2 separate regions of the Mus musculus genome follow, and region 2 is linked to region 1. A link is a contact called in public HiChIP or PLAC-seq data. All regions are on one chromosome and are shown on one strand. The core of a region is the stretch at or near the end of the contact, and the rest is flanking DNA. Distances in the headings are between cores, read along the strand shown.

The links. HiChIP or PLAC-seq counts read pairs in DNA pulled down with a chosen protein or histone mark.
Region 2: a contact with region 1 is called in an H3K27ac HiChIP or PLAC-seq map of embryonic stem cells, with 11 times the contacts expected there. The contact joins the promoter of Dlx6os1 here to the promoter of Col1a2 in region 1.

What each region holds. Positions count from the first base shown.
Region 1 is chr6:4,504,139-4,507,351 of GRCm38.p6, forward strand. Col1a2 (collagen, type I, alpha 2) reads left to right here and starts at 1,480. Exons shown (of 52, transcript NM_007743.3): 1 at 1,480-1,771. The coding sequence starts at 1,702.
Region 2 is chr6:6,869,628-6,872,997 of GRCm38.p6, forward strand. It overlaps Dlx6os1 (distal-less homeobox 6, opposite strand 1), which reads right to left and starts at 2,000. Exons shown (of 2, transcript NR_155496.1): 1 at 1,862-2,000.

The sequences.
Region 1 (3,213 bases), core at 230-2,729:
GGATTTAAAGTGAATAAGTAAGAATTAAATTAAATTTTTAAAAATGCTTGTCTCTCAAATCAGTGTTTTTCACAGGATTGAAATAACCTTATTGAAATGTTTATTCTCTTCTATTTCTAGCATTTTTTTTAATTTAGAAAGAGAAGCCAGTTAGCAATATCCAGAACCTTTTGCTTATAGCAGCTGCTGATGGAGCTAACCTACTTAGAAATTCTTCCTCACCGGGAAGTCGAAAGGGGGAAGGTTTCCCAAGGAGTTCGCCAGTTCCTTCTTCATGAACATAAAAATGGCCTAAAGATGCTGTGTCTGCTGTGACTTTGGGGACATAATGAGAGTCTGAATAGGTCTCTCCAGCCTCATGATGGATGCTCGGCAGGCCAAGAGGAGCCTGCGGCCCCGGGTAACTTGGAAGACTCCAAGAAACTTTGGGAAGGAGAATTTACTATGTCTCTGCCGCTGTCCTGGACAGCCAAAGTCTCCTACTCCAATTCTTCAGAGTCAAAGTCTCTTCCCAAGATGGGGAGAGATTGCATCTGTTCTGGAGGGGACAGCTTGGGATGTTAAGGAAGAGGTTGTATACGCCCTAGGGATGATGGGAGGTGTGAAGATGCAGGCAGGGGTGCCTGGCAGTGGCTGTGGAAGGGGTCATAAATAGGCAGCAAGGCCAAGAAGGCTGAGTGTTCACTGATCTGTTATCTGATCCAGGCTCGGCATCTGAGTCTGGCTGGTAATCCTTCATGGGGTCTGTACATGGGGCTGGAAATGGGGCTTAACCAAAGTAAATGTAATAATGCACAGTTTATCTCTTGATGCCTGCTCCCCTCATCAACGAGAGAGAGGGGGGTACAGACAGAGAGAGTCAGAGAGAGGATGGAGGAGGGAGGGAGGAAGGGAGGGAGGAAGGGAGGGAGGGAGGGAGGGAGGGAGGGAGGGAGGGAGGGAGGGAGGGAGAGACAGAGAGATAGAGAGACAGAGGAGAGAGGAGATTATGGGCACACAGGCCCCCCCAAACTGGGGAAATTAGGGGGCAGGGGTGGAGCCAACCCATGAGGGCAGCTCTAGAGCTCGCCACGCTGTCACCCTCCTCCCCTCACACCCCAGCCCCCTCCAGCCTGCAGATGGCCCGCAGGGCACAGAGTGAAGCGGGACTGGACAGCTCCTGCCTTTTCATCTTCGGCCTCCAGGTCCCTCAACACCTGCCCCGCCGCCCGGAGATCTGTAAAGAGCCCACGTAGGTGTCCTAAAGTGCTTCCAAACTTGGCAAGGGCGAGAGAGGGCGGGTGGCTGGGGAGGGCGGAGGTATGCAGACAGGGAGTCAGAGTTCCCCCTCGAAAGCCTCAAAAGTGTCCACGTCCTCAAAAAGAATGGAACCAATTTAAGAAGCCCCGTAGCCACGTCCCTCCCCCCTCGGCTCCCTCCCCTGCTCCCCCGCAGTCTCCTCCCAGCACTGAGTCCCGGGCCCCTAGCCCTAGCCCTCCCATTGGTGGAGACGTTTTTGGAGGCACCCTCCGGCTGGGGAAACTTTTCCCATATAAATAAGGCAGGTCTGGGCTTTATTATTTTAGCACCACGGCAGCAGGAGGTTTCGACTAAGTTGGAGGGAACGGTCCACGATTGCATGCCTGCGCCCGCCAGGTGATACCTCCGCTGGTGACCCAGGGGCTCTGCAACACAAGGAGTCTGCATGTCTAAGTGGTAGACATGCTCAGCTTTGTGGATACGCGGACTCTGTTGCTGCTTGCAGTAACTTCGTGCCTAGCAACATGCCAATGTAAGTGTCTTCTGCTTGTTTGGGGGAGATGAAGGAGAGAGGCTGGATAGGTGGGCACCCTTATCTCAACAGAGGGAAACTTCACACATTCATTCCACATACAGCTTGTGAGGTCGCCCTCTAATCTGTCGGAGAAAACACTAGGGTTCACGAGATACATGGGAAAAGAATGGAAATATGAAAGACTTGACTGTTGCCAAGAGTTGGGGGAAGTTTTTCCCTTAAAACTAGACTGTTAGCCCGGATGCCCCGGTTGGTGAAGCTCACAAAGAGGCAAAGAAGGTTGCCTCAAGATATAAACCTGGCTGACAGCATGAACGACTGAGAGGGCTCCACTCTTCAATTCCCAGAATTATGCCCGTGGTCACGTTGTGAAACTTGAGGCCTAGTTTAGAAAGCCCCGTAATAGAATAATACAAAACTCACAGGACTCCATTTTCTTGTGGGCGGCCGAGTTGCTCTGGATGACGTTGATGAAGATAATGATAAAAATACGCCCCCTGGAGGGGGTAAAGTGCAGGAACAGGGACCAGGCCTTAAGCGCTAGGAATTCCAATTAAAGACTTCCCAGGTCCATGGAGTAATTTACATTTCTGGGCCATATGTAAAGAACCCAGATGGTGTATCTTGAGAAGCGGGCTGCTTCGGCCTCAGCTTTTATCTTCTGAATAGTCAAAGCAGCGTCCCAATCCATTACCTGATCATGGAAATGGTAACTTTTAACTAAAATAAGCTCTGTTCACTTACACTTCAACAAGTTCCCACCTGTAATCACACACGAAAACAACAGATGTGAGAAATATCAACTTCGTCCTGAGATTCAAGAGCCTGGGGATTCTTCTCAGGAGTCTCTTACTCGTTTACCATGTGACTTCAAATGAATCAATTGGGCCTTTTTCTAAAATGTGGGGTATATACTAAATGTGCCAACTTCGAGGCTATTTTCCATTTCTAGGTTGTATAACTAACTAGAATTTCCTGAAGAAAGAATGAAGAAAACCACTTGGGTTTCATCTTTTAAAATGGCTGCCTAATTTAACTGGACAAAGATGTTGGCTTGATGAGTATTCAGGAGGGCGTGGCCACACCCAGACCTTCAGCTACACGCCCCACGTCTGCCACAGCCTAATTTTGAATGTGTATATATTCCTTTCATCCACTTTTATATACCCCTCGAGGATACTAAGAAGTAATTGCATTGTACAAATTAATGTTACAAGTTAATTTTATATGAAACCAGAGTAAGAGGGGATCCCCACAGAAAAATATAGTAGACTTAGGGAAGTAGAGATTTGAAGGTCAACATACATTTTATTCAACATCCAACCACTAAGAACAATAAAGGTTATCCAACACACATTGTCCAAAATGGCTCACAAACTGAGTAATTAAAAGGCACGTTTCCAAAGCCTGTAAGGCTTACTGGCTTCTCTTAATTCAGG
Region 2 (3,370 bases), core at 750-3,249, 2.4 Mb after region 1:
CGCTGATTACAGCGTTTTTACCGTCAAAGATAATTACCTGTAATTTTCTTCCACTTTTAATACTAAAAAGCCATCTTTATTTAGATTCAGGAACAGGAAAGGCGAAACAAAAGAGGGAAATTATTCTGTTATTCATACACAAATTGCAGAGACGTAGGACCTAAAATTGAAAATTAACCAAAATTATAATGCTGGAAAGAATGGAAGAGGCTGCAGAAGTACAGCTGGTAGTAGGGCTTTGCTGAATTATTCAAATTATGTTAGAGAAAAAGCTACCATATATCGAAACCAACACTAATTTTTCCTTAAAAAATTTCACCAAATATATGCCAAACCACTGTGAGTGTATAGAATTCTGAAACCAGAAAATGTTTATTACTAGGTTGGAGGTGGGGCTGATGCCTCTGCATCCATCTTTATCTCCTATTGAACATGAGCTTAGTTACAGAGATGCTGTCAGATAGTCCCCTAGAACTCTGCTTAGAACTGGGCTCCCACTGGATTCCCTGAACTCCAAGGGTTAATAGTTTTTTCTCCTTTAAAATGTATTGACCCCCAAGGAAACTCGTTCCCCGAGGGAGGGATTGGTAGGAGGAGCATGGGTGAAAGGTGTTGCCAGTTGAGGTGTCTATTGCGCCTCCCCATGTTCAAACTCCCTACTAGACTGTAGAGTTTGAGTTCCCAAGCCCTGTTCTGACTATACTAAAGGGCTGGGGTGAGGAGCATAGCTATTGGGTAGGAATATAAGAGAGAGACAACTTCTCCTCCTCTCTAACAAATAAACACCACATTATCTTTGGACACAATTTAGTGCAAAGGTTCTTGCCATGGTAGAAAAGCTTCTCTCGGCAGGGTGGGCAGTCAAAGACATTGTGGGATCCTATACTAAGCACTCTAGCTACTTATAACATTTACAGGGTCAGGGAACAGCGTCATCTAGAGACGGAACAGCACAGCTTGTTGCCAATATCTTCCTCGGTACATAGACTACACTGGTTCCTTGGCTTCATAAGTTGTCGATTCTGTGTCCCAACCAATCATCCCCCTCTAAGCCCAGGATCACAGAATTTGGGCTCAGCAGGCAATAAGCTCCACGGTCTGGATACCTTCCCCTCCCCCACTCCCCACTCCCCTCTGCGCTCTCGCTCTCTCTCTCTCTCTCTCTCTCTCTCTCTCTCTCTCTCTCTCTCTCACACACACACACACACACACACACACACACACACACACACGGACAGGGAGATACAGAGAGACAGAGACTACAGCTCTATGCAAGGCCCTACGGAACAGCCTTGAAGGGTTTCAGATGCCATTTATTCTACAAACTTTCCCCCAGCTGGAGAGAAGATGCCCAAAGGGCTGCAAAGCCCAGAGATTCAGGCACACCTGCTTTTGCTAACATCCATCCCCATAGCTGACTGCAAAGAAGCAAGCCACACAGCCAGCTCTGTTTGATCTCTGATGCCTCAAAACCTAAAATCATGGCCGCATATAAAAACCTCAATGTATTTACTTAAGATCAATTGTAAGTAACAATTTTCAGATAGATTTTTAGCTTGGACTCTCGGGCTCCTTCTACAACTCGCAGAAACCTGGTCCTTTCTTCGTCTCAAGTCACAGACTACACCAAACACATCAGTCGCACGGAAGCAAGACAGGCAAGTCAGGTTCTTAGGGATCCCATTCTCACCAGATCAACTCTTACTGTTAAAGGAAAATAAAAGGTCAGAGCCCAAACCTTGAAACCAAAGTTGCAATTCAAGTAAATCACAACAACATATTGTATATAGCTTGGAGAGTCTGAGAGGAGAAATAAAAACAGTACTTAGAAGTTAGAAGTATGCCAAAAATAAAAACTTACCCCGGTGAATATCTCTTAAGCAATGATCAGGGTCTAGAAATCTATACTGAGCGGAGGGAGGCACAGGAGAGCGTTTCTCTGAGTCTCAGGGCAGAGGCTCTGTCTCTATATTCTTGGTTGAGTGAGCACATCCAGGTGTGAAATTGTTTGCACACCCCAGCACCTCTTATATTGCCAGCAAAATTAGCTGTTATTACTGTCACTGTTTAGTGATGGTTAGCGTGATACAAAAAAAAAAAAAAAAAAAAAAAAAAAAAGCTGCTGTAATCAAGACCTGGCGCATCTTTGCAAATTACAGATAATTGTAAACGTCCAGATTATGATAATAGCATCCTAATCCAGCCTGCAATATAATTATTACAGAGTGTTACATCTGAAACTGTCCAGTAGGGCTAATTCAGCCATTATTTAGACCCTATTTTTTGTACTGCAAATGGGTTGCTGAGTTGAAAATGTACGATTGTAATTTCACAGGGCACTCAATGAGTAATGGTATAGGAAGAGGGAAAGTACAAAAGTGAAATGTGAACAGTAGCGATCAAATCAAACCCTGAAGGACAAAAGACTGTTTGATTCATATGGAAAAAGAAGAGCCAGAATTAAGAAAATAGCAAATCAGCAGTCTGAAGTATTATGTGTCCAAGTCTTCCACCGTGCAGAGCTGGTGCATTCACAGGGCCCCTGCTGCTGCTGCTGCCTCTGCTGCTGCTGCTGCCTCTGCTGCTGCTGCTGCCTGCAGGCTCAAATAGTTTTTTTTTTTCTTTTTTTTTTCTTTTAAAAACTACTCCCGTCTTTCTTCCCTCTACCATAGCATTTTCCTACTCTTAAAGGTGCCCTTCCCCCACAGCCCCTCCCCCACAGCAAAGGATATTTGTCAGTCCCTCCACTCTCTCCACCAAAGCCACCTCAGAATGTGCCTGTCACTTGTTTATAAACATATTCTTATATGAATCTACAATTGCTCTTGTCATCAGAGCCAACTGCCCTGGGTGCTGTAAAGTGTGTCTTCCCTCTATCCCTCTTCTCTTTTACAATAAAGAAGCTCTACTGCGTCCTAGAGGATATTAGCTGAACACGTATTAATTAATGTTAATTAAATATAGCCATCTGGGAAGCTGTTGGTTTGGTTAATATTTTAAATTTCATCATTAACTTTATTAGTGACCCCCCCCCCAATAAACCATTCTGGTTGCTTCTATGTCACAATTCGCCTAACAGGGCAAGGTTCCTGATCATGTTCAAACAGGAAAGGACAGAATGGAAAAGGGAAAGAGAGCTCAAGAGAGATGGGGAGACTCTTTCTGGTCCTGGAGTCAAACTCTCTGAGGATTCTATTACTTGCAGAAATATAAGTCATGCCCTAGCAGAGTCTGGATTAGTTAGCCTAGCCTCTGGATTAGTTCTGGTAGCGACATCCCAGTTAGAGTACATCCCAGTCAGAGATACCTAAACCTTGTATCCCAGGACTTCAGTTTCCCTGTTGAGCACAGAGAATTTCTTCAGCCTCTT